4 separate regions of the Mus musculus genome follow, and all the other regions are linked to region 1. A link is a contact called in public Hi-C data. All regions are on one chromosome and are shown on one strand. The core of a region is the stretch at or near the end of the contact, and the rest is flanking DNA. Distances in the headings are between cores, read along the strand shown. Region 1 holds the start of Ppp2r1a (protein phosphatase 2, regulatory subunit A, alpha). Region 2 holds the start of Mmut (methylmalonyl-Coenzyme A mutase). Region 3 holds the start of Trim26 (tripartite motif-containing 26). Region 4 holds the start of Gabbr1 (gamma-aminobutyric acid (GABA) B receptor, 1).

Region 1 (3,176 bases), core at 340-2,839:
TCCTACAATGTTTAACCTAGGGCAGTTCAAAGTAAGACTAGAAAACTTTACTATATCTGAAAGGAGAGGAGACAGGCAAGAGGATGTTTTTTCCAAAAGATCTGTTAAATCAAAAATGGTCCAAGAAGGCACTGTTTGGAATTCCTCTCCATAGCCTCTCCTGAGTTCCCCAGTTTTCTGTTGATTGGTTTCAGAAACACATAAAGTACAGTATAGAAGAGTTCATATAAAGGAAAGAAACTGAAGAATGGCCAGAGAGATCATAAAAGAAAATACACTCACAAAGAATAGACAATGGTACCATTGTGCCAAACTCTTTTAGTGAGGTAGCGTATAAACTGAAGTTTCTAAGCCAGACCATTTGGATTAACTCTTATGGGATGAGGCAATGGTATGGCTGTCTTTTGAGGGTTACACCATAGACCTTTGACTGGCCCGGAGGTCACTATGTAGACCAAGATGATGTCAATCTCAGAAAGATGACAAGTTTTTGCTTCCTGAGTTTCATGATTGAAAGCATGTGCACTTTCACACATGGCTATGCCTTCTGTTCGTTATCACAAGACCAAGTGTTTCCTATTCAGGGCCAGAGATATGTGATCTGCATCATTACTTAGGAACGCCTACTCTCTGTGAGGGGGGGGGGGTTGTTTGTTTGTTTGTTTGTTTATTTCCACTCTCTGTGAGGGTGCTTTCTCAATTTTCTCTCTAATTGGAGAGGAAGAAGGGGGAAGGGAGGAATGGAGGTGTGGGGGGGAGGATGATGGAGGAGGGGAGAGGCGAGGGGAGTCGAAAGGAGAAAACAAAAATCAAGTATAGAAATAGCCACGCTTTAACAACCTTGATAGCATCTAACAACCCCGCTATGCCCACCTTCTTCCCTTTCATATTTTCAACCTTAAGGAGAAAGGATTGTGATAGTTTTATATTCGCCTTCTAAGTGAATCACAGCGCCCAAGCTCATTATGAGGCAGAGGTCCATCCTCAAAAAACTTTCGACCTTGTTCATTTTTTACTAGCTACCTAGAAGCTCCCCGGCAGGATGAAGACTCGCTCTGGCCGCTCTATTTCTTCCGGGTAAGGGGGGTGGGTAATAAAGCCTTGAACGCCAAGAGCCCCAGAACCGCATCCTAGAAACCAAGCAAGGCAAATCTCCCTACTTAGGAGTCCCTCCTTTACAGAGACCGGTATAGCAGAACCAGACAAGCATGTCCTTCATTACGTCACGCATAGCTCCCAAGACTCCAGCTTAAGTCTTCTCCGCCTCTCCCCAAGGGGCCATCTTAGCCACCTCCCACCCTCGACTCTCATTGGCAGCTAGACCTGCTTGTTCCCGTGGTTGCTAGCAGCGACGTAGGCGGGCACAATCTTGGTCACTAAGATACTTCACTTCCGGTTCCTCTCGTCCTTCGGGAAAAACATCTCATTCGTCCGGCCAATGGTGAATGAGAAGTAGGCGGGACTTGGTTGGTTCAGACCAAACAGACGCGAGCTTGTGCGGCAATGGCGGCGGGACGGCCCCTGTAGGGCGGCTCGGGCGCCCCCACGTCCGCTTTGCGTCCTTTCCCCGGCACCGCCCCGCCCGATCCCGGATTCCGCCTGGAGCTCGCTGCTGCCTGATAGAAACGCCAGGGAGCCAAGATGGCAGCTGCCGACGGTGACGATTCGCTCTATCCTATTGCGGTGCTCATAGATGAACTCCGCAATGAGGACGTTCAGGTACGGGGATCCTTCCGTTAGAGTGTGTGGGGGAGATCGGGGACGGGGATCTTCGCGGAATGTGGGAGCGATGGCTCCGGGTTCTCCGGGAGTGGCGGAAAGCAGCGGCAGCCAATCAGAATTCAGGTCTCATCTTTCTTAATAGCAAGGTTCGATGAGATGGCAGCCTTCATTGGGTGCCCGGCCAAGCGGAGGGCAAGCCTCGAGGGTCCTACCTGAGTGCGCGCGGCCGCCCCAGATCTGGGCCTGGGCGGCCCGAGATAGGGTGGCGGTCTTGTTGCCGCCTGCCAGTCGGTGATTGGCGGCGGACTCAGAATGGCTCTTTGTAGAGAATCGGCGGGGGCGCGTGACCTGCTGAGTAGAAACCCTCAGGGGTCCTGGCGACCCGGGTAGAGTTCCCATTGCTTTTAATGTTTTCGTTTTAACTGGAAGGAGTGGGGACTGATATTGGGATTGGGGACTGATACCGAGATTTCTGTCCATTCTTCACCGACCTCCACCTTGTATTTTGGGTTAGCTCTCCTGAAGGAGGAGGAAGGAGGCGGTGAAAGTATCCTCTCCTGAGATTTAACTAGCCGTAGCTGGGGTGGGTAACGTGCACAGACCCACCTGTTCTCCGACCTGGTCCCAAGCCGGCCTGCCAAGAGAGTTGATAGTTCTGGTTCATGGGAGAAGAATGAGCCAGGACCCCAGAGTTGTCGGACTGCTTTGGATTTGAAAAAGAGGTCAGACCTCAAGGCCGCATCCTCTCACCTGAGGATGACCTTGTGTGCACATTATTTCATCGCCCCTGGCTTCTGTTTTCTACAAATAGCGGCTAATAATAGTCCTGGTTTCCCTCGGTGGCCGAGGAAAAGTAGTAAAATGAAACTGGCTGTATGTAAAGGCTCTATAAATGTTAGCAATTATTTTGGGGGTGTGGCTATTGTGGCACTGTGCTACAGCCCTCTGCTTTTCCTTTTATATAGAATTGTTCATGCTGCACTCAGTCACCTTCCTGAACCTGGGCCTATCCTCTAAGTCTTACGTATTTATGTGTGACTCTGGTTCCATTGTTGGCAAGACTGGATTTGTACTCCTGGATCTTGCAATTTTTGCAAATTGACTCAGGCAGTCTGTGTTTCTCTTCTGTTAAATGGGAATAATAATCTGGTTTTGGGTATACTGAATGAATTTATTTGCATATGTTCTGTAAACACATGCAAAGCATGAGGAATGTTATTGGGTCATAAAGGAGACCAGAGCTTGGTATAGTGGTGCATGCATGCTAGCAATCCCAGCACTCAGGAGGCAAAGGCAGTGTCAAGGCTAGCCTGGTGACACTGTATCAAGAAAGAAGCAGTCTGGTTGCTGTACAAAGGCTAGATGTGAAACAGGTAAACAGAACTAAATCTGCATATTACCACATGTAAGAAAGAATGAGACTTGTCAATGTTGAAAGAGTGAATCAGCAAGTG
Region 2 (3,068 bases), core at 108-2,607, about 20 Mb after region 1:
CTCTCCCACTCCTCAAGTCATGGGTCCCTTTTCTTTCCCCAAACCACTGCTTCTGCGTTTCCTTTCATAAAACAACAGGGCTCCCAGCGACATCAACCAAACATGAGGTAATAAGATGTAATCAGACTAGGCACAAACCATCATATCAAGGCTGGATAATGCAACCCAGAAATGAGGAAAAGGGTCTTCCAAGAGATGGCAAAAGAGCAGGAGATTCTCCTACTCCAACCTTTAGGAATCCCCCCAAAACACCAAGCTAAACAACATATATGGCAGGATGTAATACAGAAAACGCCTACATTGAATCATGAGACAGACATTGTAAGTATCGAAACCAGGGTCATGATTTCTACCTGTTGGGACCACTCAACTTGTGTTAATTTAAAAAAAAAAAAAGAAAGAAAGAAAGAAAGAAAAGAAAAGAAAAATTAAGATAGAAGATAAAAATTCCTTACTGTTCCCAGATCCACAGGAAATCATAGCTTAACAGTGGGTTGGTAGACACCGCTATGACTACAATTATTATGTATGAGATATACTAAATGCAATCAAATGACTTGTGGGCAGCTGTGGGGATATCTTTGGATTAATTAGCCAAGACGAAGAGAAATAAAGTGCTTAAATGAAACCAGCGTAAAGTCGGACGGCGTGACAGCTCAAAGAACATTTTTTTTTTTTTCTTTATGAATCAGCCCGTTCAGACTAGATCGAATCCTTATGGGAGGAGTGGAAAAAGGCGCTCCGCTTCGGTTTGCTTGTTGTTTTCTTGGCCGGTTTACTGAAACTAGTTTAAACCGACTTATCTCAACTTAAGCTGTTCATCTGCGAACCACTAACGAGAGTGAACTTGGGCTACTCTGTCCGTCGCTCCAGGACGAGGTACAGAGATTCAGGAACCAAGACCGGGAGGGTCAGGGGGACTAGAGAGGGAAGATCAATATTTTCACTCCACTCTGGGGTTATCTCAAACAGTTGCCCTAAATGGCAGAGACCTATTCAGACATTAGACATTGCCCCTTAAAAACAAAACAAAACAAAACAAAACGGAGTTTTACCACAAACGCGTGAGGCTCAAATTATCCCCTGGATCTGTCAGCCGCTTTATCGCTTCCTCGACTCTTCACAGTTGCTTCACGGATTCAAAAGGCGCGCTTCTGACTTAATCCGCCCAAACAACCGGAAAAGACGGAGAACTTCCAGGATCTGGGAACCGGAAGCGTCAGTGAGGAACGCAAACACACTTGTGTAGAGAAGGCCGGCCTGCGGAGCGTATGTCTTTACGTCATCAGACGCGCGCCCGCAATGTCCGGATTGGATTGGCTAATCCGAGGGCGGTGTTGGCTACGCCCCCTGATTTGATTGGCTGCCGAGCTCCTGCGGCGAGCGGGTGTGACCCCGGCGTCTGGGTTCGGTTCTGAAGTCCGGGCTTGGTCCGGGTGATCCCCAAACACTGTGAGTAAGCCCGTGCGCTGTGGAGCACGTCAGGCTTGCAGGATTCTTCTCTTATTGGCTTCATCTGCTCCACCTATCTATCTTGCTGTCCTTTCCTTCTTCTTCACGGATTTTCTGTGATAGGAAGCCGCCCCTGCTTGCTCCTGAAATATAGATGGTGACTGACTGGGTTCTCATTTCCCGCCAGGCTGGTGGAATTCGGAGGTCACCGCTGCAAAATGCCTTTCAACAGCGTGCTAGTCTTGTCGCTGTGCGTCCCTGGTTTCCCACGCACGCGCAGAGCAGAGGTTACTTGTTAGAGGTTCACAAGCTCATGTGGTTTCTAGGGTGTTTTTGCTAGAGGTAGTAAGACAGAAAGTTAGGTGACAGAAGGAAAAGATGAAAAGGAAAGGCGCGTCTAACCTGATTTAAAAAACAAAACAAAACACATAGCCTAACTTCTCCGTTTTGCCATTGAGAGCGTGACACATGCGTGTAATTTTCAACCGCCTGCTGATTTTCTTCCAACATAGTTTTGTGCTTAGTTATTTTTTAGGCCAGTCGTTCTCAACCCTCTTAATGCCAAGACCCTTCAGTACAGTGGTGACCCCCAACCATAAAATTATTTTTGTTGCTACATTGTAACTGTAATTTTGACACTTTTATGAATCGTAAATTGAATATTTTTGAAGATGGAGGTTTGCCAAGGAGTTATGACCCACAGGTTGAGAACAGTTGCTTTGGGCTAACAGTTCCTTTATGCTGTTAATTTTCTTGCCTTGTATAGTCACCACCTATGTATATTGAACAGTGTGAGGGGCTAGCTCTTCTGAGGTGTTACTATAACTTTCAAATTAATTACAAAATATTTAGAGAAAGCTCACAACAACAGTAATTGCACAGAGTGCTAGTTTCCACAGACATAATACATCATGTAATTTATGTCCAATAAAGGCTTCCTTTTTCTTTTCTGTGCTGTCATAAATGAATACTCCAGTAAGTTTCAATATGGAATATAGTAGTTCCATTCAATTCATTCGTTTGTTTATATTGTAACACACGTATTCTAACTGTGGATGTTTATGTTTCAGATTCTCTAATGCAAATAAACAGCAGAGAATTCCTATTCTATCTCTCACAATAGAAGCCTTCCCAGAATGGATGTTACCCAGTTTAAGGGGCTAGCATATCTGAGACGTTTCCTGTTTTGAAAGTTTACATTGTAAAGTAATTAGAACAGTATTGCGATGAGTGGCTTATGCGGCTTGTTTGGTGATCCATAATAAGTATTCAATAGTCATCAAGGCTTCACTAAGTTGATAGGTCAGAAATTATATGAAAAATAGAGTTTTAAACTCCCACTGTCCAATGCTGTGTAAAGCACCTGGCTAGGCAGCTGTATTAAAGAAATCTGTATCTGATTTTCTTTTTTTCTTTTTTACAAAATCTTAAGGCTCTACATGTTGAGGTTGTGTGATACTTAAGTATCAAGTAATTGAGGCAGTTTGCTGCTTTCTGTGTGGGTAAATGGCAAGTGCAGTGAACTATGATTTTCTAGGATTTCTAGTACATGAAAATGTAAAATTGGCCAAGACAGAAATAAGTTTGACAGCTACAGAGACCAGATCATAGATACT
Region 3 (3,234 bases), core at 101-2,600, about 16 Mb after region 1:
AGCATTCCTTGGCTCTGACCATCGTTGAGGTACTCCCTGTGACTATTCCTTAAGTATGGAGAAGATTTTTATTGTAGATATAAGGGAAACGCAGGCAGAGTGGGAAGAACCGGTACTGAATATGGGCAGCCTGGTCTACAGAGCGAGTTCCAGGACAGCCAGAGCTACATAGTGAGACTCTGTCTCTAAACAAAACAAAACAAAGCTCCCACCCCCAATATCAACTGAAAGAGCAGGTATCTAGTGATTTTAGGGTGTGCTGAGATCAAAGTCCAGAGCACAGGCATCCAGAACTCCGCTCCACCCCCTACAACAGCTCACAGGAAACTCAAAAGCACTCCCCATATGTTGGTGAAATGTTAGGACTTAGGACTCGGAGCCCTCCTGCAGCTCGGACTACTTCTTTGGAAGTAGCAGGAACTGTGGATTTCCTGCAGAGCAGAAAGCTGTGTGCAAAAAGGGCTTTCAGGCTAGTGGGCGTGGTCGAGTCCTTGGCTGTGGAGCTGCAGGAGGCTCTCAAAGCTCCTGTAGAGGGCCTCAGTACCAGATATTGCAGGTTCTGTAGTTTTTCTCAGTTTTCAACAAATTCCCCCTTCGTAGCCCAGGCTGGTATTGAACTCTAATGCCTCGGTTTCCCTAGCGCCAGGATCTTTAAATGTTTTGCATTTATTTATTTAGCGTAGGTGGAGAGTGCATGTGCTTGTGGAGCTTAGAGGACAACCAGAATAGATGTTCTCATGTCCCATCATGTGGGGGATATGGGATTTGAAAGCCAGTCATCTGATTTGGTGGCAAGCATCTTTACCCACTGAACTATCACTGTGGTGTGGGGTGGAGTGTGGAATGTGTATGTGTGTTTACTTTGTTCTGTACAGCAGGAACAGCACCTGCCTTGTGTAAGGAAGGCTAGTTGTCAAAAATGGTTCATCCTAGCCAGGAGCTTCGAAAATGATATTTGTGATGGATCTTGGAAAAACTTGATAGACTGGTCTGATCTTAGTTAGAGGCAGGCCCTGAGGAGGAAACCCCATCTAAAACCCAGCCCTTGCAGACACCCCAGCCCACCCCTAACCGCAGGGAATCAGAAATGGGGTCTCGAAAGCTATGGGGGCTTCAGCACCCTAACCTACACGAGGCCTCGCGCGACCTCAGCAGCTGGAAGACAACCGTGACGCACTGGCCGCTTCCGATTTCACTTTCCTTTTCTCGGGCCCGGCCGCTTCACCTCTTTGGCCGCTGCCTGGGGATTTGCCCAGTGATCAGTGACGTCAAGAATCCTGAAGTTCCCATTGGAGGATGGAGTTTGGCAAGAGCCAATCCCAGGGCTGGTCCCAGAGAAATCTCGGCGGAGGGCCCGGAGCTCCCGGAGACTGCTGGGCGGGGAGACTGTGGTGCCGGCTGCTTGCTCAGGACCTACCCCGCGGAGCAGCTCCAGGGAGAGGAGTGACCCGGCCCGGAGAGCGGCGCGGGTGAGTGCGGTTTGCACTGGTGAGGAGACGCGGAGGAGCGGCCGCCGTGCGACCCGGGTGGGGACAGCGAAGGCGGCCGCGGGCCCTGGGCAGGGCTAACCAGGCCCGGGCGCGCGGGACGGCGAGCTCGCGTGAGCGCCGCGTCCCCGGCTCGCCTTTGGGCCTTTCGCCCTGAGCTCGCCGTGTTCCTTCCTCCTCAGGTCCAACCCAGACTTACTTCAGTCTCTTCCAGTCCCCAGAGCCAGAAGTGAGCGGGACCCGGATGACGTTCCACCTGGTGGCTTGGAGCCCTGCATGACCAGAAGCAGGTCTTATATTTATGTATCTGTTTATTTTTTTTTTATTTATTTATCCTCAGAGTAAACTGGTTTAGCTAGTTGTACCAAGAGCTGTGCGTTCGTTATCACTGATGATTTTACTACCTAATTAGCTTAGGAAAAGAAAGTATAAACCTGGCTGTGGACTGGTGCACGCCTTTACACCCAGTGCTTGGGAGTTAGAGGCCAGTCTGGTTTACAGACTAAATGAATTCTAGGATAACCAGGGCTACAAAGAGAGCCCCTGTCTTGACCCCCACCCCCACCCCCACCCAAAAAAAAAAAAAAGAAAAGAAAAGAAATGTATGAATTTAACTTTGGGAAGTGAATAGGAGGAGACACTTAACAATTCCCCGTACATTCCAGATTTTGACAACACAACCATTTGTGTGTGTTTCAAAGAAGGGAAGAATGACATGCGCTCGTTCATGCATGCCTGAACCCCTTGTTAGTGAGATGGATTCATGATGCCTAGAGTATTCCTCCCAAGTTAAAACAAACAAACAAACAAACCCATATTTTTCTAAAAGAAAGCTTTCATTAATGCCTTTAAAACTGCAACTTTTAAATTTGATAATGATGACGATGGTGATGACAACGACAGGGTGTCTCCATGTATCCAAAATGGTCTGAAACTGACCATGGCAGCCCAGGTTAGCCTCCTGCCTCGAGTGCTTCGATTACAGAGATTACAGGCATCTGCCCACACTTTTGAATACACTTAATTTTTTTTAGAACAGTTGTACATTTACAGAAAAAATTGAGAAAACAGTGTGTGAAGTGTCTATAACTCCCAACTGATTTCCTTTCATTGACAAATAACACATTATTATTGGCCAAAGTCCACACACTATATTTATTCACCTTTTCCTTTTCACCTTATCCCTCCATATTCTCACCCAGGTTGCTGCACTGCATTGGTTTTTAGATTTGGTTTCAGAGTTTTCAGAGACACTTATGTAATGGATACCTCAGATAATGAACACACGAGGAGAAAGGTTGATTTTGGTTCACAGGCTTAGAAGTTGCAGCATATGACCCATTGGTACCTGTTGATCTGGGCCTACCATGAGGCAGCAGGCACAGAGAGAGCAGTGCGCAGAAGAACAAAACCACTCATGTAATAGGCAGGAAGAGAGGAGAAAGAGATACATCAGCATGCCACAGCCCCCTTCTATGATGCTATCTCAGTGTCCTAAAGTGGTACACCTCGTAAGGTCTGAATTGGTTTTCAGTAGTGCTGATGCAAGGAACAAGCCTCTGTAGACCAGGCTGGCCTCGAACTCAGAAATCCGCCTGCCTCTGCCTCCTGAGTGCTGGGATTAAAGGCGTGCGCCACCACGCCCAGCAGAACAAGCCTTTTTCACGTGGACTTTTGAAGCATATTCTGATATAAACACTTGGATGTGTGTTTGTATGGTATATCTTACTATTTTTTTTTATTTATT
Region 4 (3,177 bases), core at 398-2,897, about 16 Mb after region 1:
CGGCCAGGTAGCTCTTCTTTTTGACTATCTGAGAAACTTCCCTCACTGGTATCCATAACTTCAGTTGGTCTTATTGAGAGGGCAGGCCACTCAGAGGAGGGTGGCTGTCTCTTCTGGTGGTTAGAACTCCTTCCTACTCTCTTTTGCTCACTATTTAGTCCAGTGGTTCTCAGACTCTTTCCAGGCAACATTTAAAAGCTTGTGGGGCTTTTTTTTTTTTTTTTTTTGTATTTAGAACTGTGAGAGGGGGTGTACATATGGGTAGAACCTGTGTAAAAGCTGTCCTCCTGCCAGATAAGAGTTCTCTCTTTATCCAGATTTTCAGAAGTCCCCCAGGACATTCATGTAGGTAAAAACTTGTGTTTAATTATCTGAGCCTAGAACTTAATAGTCTTTTTTTTTTTTTTAATGGTCTGAATATGCAGCGAACTTTCTAGGAATGCAATTACAGTTCTGTGTGAGTTTAGGGAAGCTTGACTTTGCTACCAAGAGTTGCTCAACATTTCCTGAAGTCACTACATTGATGGCAACATGCCGGAGGTAGTTGAGTCACTGGCTATGCACCTGTATCAGTGTGTTGGTAGAAGTTTCATTTCTGTGACTCTAAGGAGAGGTGTAAGCATTTGCCTGCTTCGAGGGAAACGGCACTCACTCTAAAATACTGTTTATGTTGTAGCAAATTGCTATGCTCCTTCTTATAGATGGGGAAATATTTTGTTCTTTTTAGTCACGTGCATAGGGAAGTGATGTAATCTATGATTATTAGTTCGTGGTTTAGGAGTCATTACAAATACTTGTTCTAACATAGGGTTGAAGGTTGAGAGCCTTGGTTCTCCTGGGTCTCATAATACCTGCTTTCCACCCACCTCTCTGGAAGAACTAGCCAGCAAAGGAGTGCCTCCCCCAGCCCCCGCCACACTCCCTTTTTCATCTTTCTGTCCATCAAGTTATGGACAGACAATCGCAATGCAGGAGCTTTGGCTGTCAGACTTCTCTGTCAGGGCCTCCAGTTTACCCTTAGTCAAGAATGGCAGGTCTGGTCCGAGTGTTGATAATACAGGCTCATGCTCACGTAGAGGTTTTCTTTCTTTATGCCCTCTCCTTTCTCCATCTACCTCAGTATCTCTTCTGATGCCCCTGATCTCTTGCTCCCCGCCATAAGCTGGCAAGTAGCCTACTGCTGGACTAACGAGCCACCCGGGGCTCCCAGTTCTAGCTCTTCTATCCTATTTTTCTCCTAGTGCTCCCTCCACCATCGGCTGCCCTTTTGACCCTTGATTCTCCCTTCCCCTTCAAGGTCTGTTCCCCAGGCATATGACGTCTTCCCTCCTTACGCCAGGTCCAGATCTGTCTTCCTTTTGTACAAACACATCCTTTCTTCACCTTCATCCAGGCTCCTTGTCTTTGTGCCAGCTCCTCTGCTTTAGGCTTGGGTCCTATAACCCCCTACAGCCCCCCCTCCTGTCTCCATCAGTCTAGTCTGCGGGTCTCTCGGCAGCTCTTAGTCCCCCGCCTGCATGCGTGGTCGCCTATGTTCCCCTCCATCCTACCTCTACGCCCTCCCGCGCCGTGGGCGGTCTAGGGAGGGGCCGGGATCCGGGGCGGCTCCTGGGGCTCGGGTTGTGGGAGGCGCCCTCTCCGATCTCCCCCTCCCTTCCCCCCGCCCCGTCTTCCCCTGCACCCTCCTTCCTCCCTCCGCCCGAGAGCTTCCCCGGTCCCCGGCGCCGCCTCCTTCCCTCCCGGCACCGTGCTCTCGCGGCCGCCGTCGCCCCGGGGAAGGAGAGACGGGGGTGGGGTTTGCGGGTAGCGATCGCGAAGGGGAGAGACCCCGGCCGGGCTGGAGCCTGGATTCCTGTGGAAGAAGAACAGGGGGAGGGGAAGCTGGAGGACCGGGAGGGAGAACGGGGAGCCGCGGCCGGGCCTGGGCCCTTGAGGCCCGGGGAGAGCCGCGGAGCGGGACCGGCCGCCGAGGTAAGACCGGGGCCCCACGACCGGGGCTTGGCAAGGAGGCCGGTGGACGTAGGGTAGGGCCGGGGGGTGCGTGGGGTTCGGGTGCGAGAGGCGAGTGATGGGGTAGCGGGACCCCTGAGCGTGGGTAAGCTGGGCTAGCGCTAGCCACAGGGGCTGCTGAGAGGAGGTGGAGTCCCGGGAGGGTGGGGGGCCGAGGGAGGCCGGAGGAGGGTGGGGACAGGCGCTCTCTCCTCCTCTCCCCCCCAGCCCGTGCGGCTCCGCCCCCGCCTCCTCCGCGGGGCGCCCTTCGCGTCCCGAACCGCGCGGTTGGAGCCCGTGAGGTGCGCGGAGCGAGACCTGTCCGTCGGCTGGCCCAGGCCGCGGCCGGCGGGCTCCTCCGTGCCCTCACTGTTGCCTTTTCCTCAGATGCTGCTGCTGCTGCTGGTGCCTCTCTTCCTCCGCCCCCTGGGCGCTGGCGGGGCTCAGACCCCCAACGTCACCTCGGAAGGTGCACCCATCTCCGGCGCCCTGGACCTCTTCCACCCCACAGCTCGTTTCCTTGCACGTCTCCTTTCCTCATCACTCTTGCGGCAGGACCTCCCCCCGCCCCCATCCCTGGCATCCTGGTCCGCAGCCACTTCACAACTCCTGACCTCCTTTCTGTCACTCCGCATCACCACCAGCACCCATTTCCTCTACCTCACGTTGCTACACTACACCGTTTTTCTGTGACCCCGAATTATCTCAGCCCCACCTCCCTTTCCGGGCCCCACGTTACTACAGCGCCCCCCTTCCGTAGTCCACCTTGTTGCTTTGATGGGTTTGTGTGGTCCTTGTTCAGTGGGTTTGTGTGGTCCTCACCGGTATTCTCCTTCGGCCCTGTCCCTCATTTAAACCACCGAACATTATAGCCCTTAGGATTTCTTCTTAGATATTTGTCTCCATTATACTTCTTAACCGGTGGACTCTCGCACCAGCTTTAGCCCTAACCCACGACGCTGGGTTCTGCAGCTTGGGGTTCTTAACTGTTCCCACTCCCAGCTTCCAGTCGTGTGTCCCGTGTGCCCCTCCTTTTCTGTCCCCCTGCCCCAACCCCACCATTGACCACGCCCTGCTCTTCCCCCTTCCACTGCGCGCTGCCTTCCCGCTCCCACGGTTCCCCTGTGCCTCCCCATTCCCTCTCAGGTTGCCAGATTATACATCCGCCCTGGGAAGGTGGCATCAGGT

What was found. A called contact is a pair of places that touch in the nucleus more often than the background predicts.
Region 2: a contact with region 1 is called in a Hi-C map of rod photoreceptor, with 7 times the contacts expected there. The contact joins the promoter of Mmut here to the promoter of Ppp2r1a in region 1. A contact is called at or near these places in 2 of 484 Hi-C or Micro-C datasets (CD4 T cells and rod photoreceptor).
Region 3: a contact with region 1 is called in a Hi-C map of uterus, with 6 times the contacts expected there. The contact joins the promoter of Trim26 here to the promoter of Ppp2r1a in region 1. A contact is called at or near these places in 1 of 39 promoter capture datasets (maxillary cranial neural crest) and 1 of 484 Hi-C or Micro-C datasets (uterus).
Region 4: a Hi-C map of uterus shows a contact between it and region 1, with 4 times the contacts expected there. The contact joins the promoter of Gabbr1 here to the promoter of Ppp2r1a in region 1. A contact is called at or near these places in 2 of 39 promoter capture datasets (cranial neural crest and maxillary cranial neural crest) and 1 of 484 Hi-C or Micro-C datasets (uterus).

Annotation. Positions count from the first base shown.
Region 1 is chr17:20,943,865-20,947,040 of GRCm38.p6, forward strand. Ppp2r1a (protein phosphatase 2, regulatory subunit A, alpha) reads left to right here and starts at 1,590. Exons shown (of 15, transcript NM_016891.3): 1 at 1,590-1,719. The coding sequence starts at 1,642.
Region 2 is chr17:40,933,328-40,936,395 of GRCm38.p6, forward strand. It overlaps Mmut (methylmalonyl-Coenzyme A mutase), which reads left to right and starts at 1,358. Exons shown (of 13, transcript NM_008650.3): 1 at 1,358-1,452. It overlaps Cenpq (centromere protein Q), which reads right to left and starts at 1,247. Exons shown (of 9, transcript NM_031863.4): 1 at 1,056-1,247.
Region 3 is chr17:36,835,796-36,839,029 of GRCm38.p6, forward strand. Trim26 (tripartite motif-containing 26) reads left to right here and starts at 1,351. Exons shown (of 10, transcript NM_001025599.3): 1 at 1,351-1,469; 2 at 1,670-1,777.
Region 4 is chr17:37,044,319-37,047,495 of GRCm38.p6, forward strand. It overlaps Gabbr1 (gamma-aminobutyric acid (GABA) B receptor, 1), which reads left to right and starts at 1,648. Exons shown (of 23, transcript NM_019439.3): 1 at 1,648-1,971; 2 at 2,377-2,458; 3 at 3,136-3,177. The coding sequence starts at 2,377.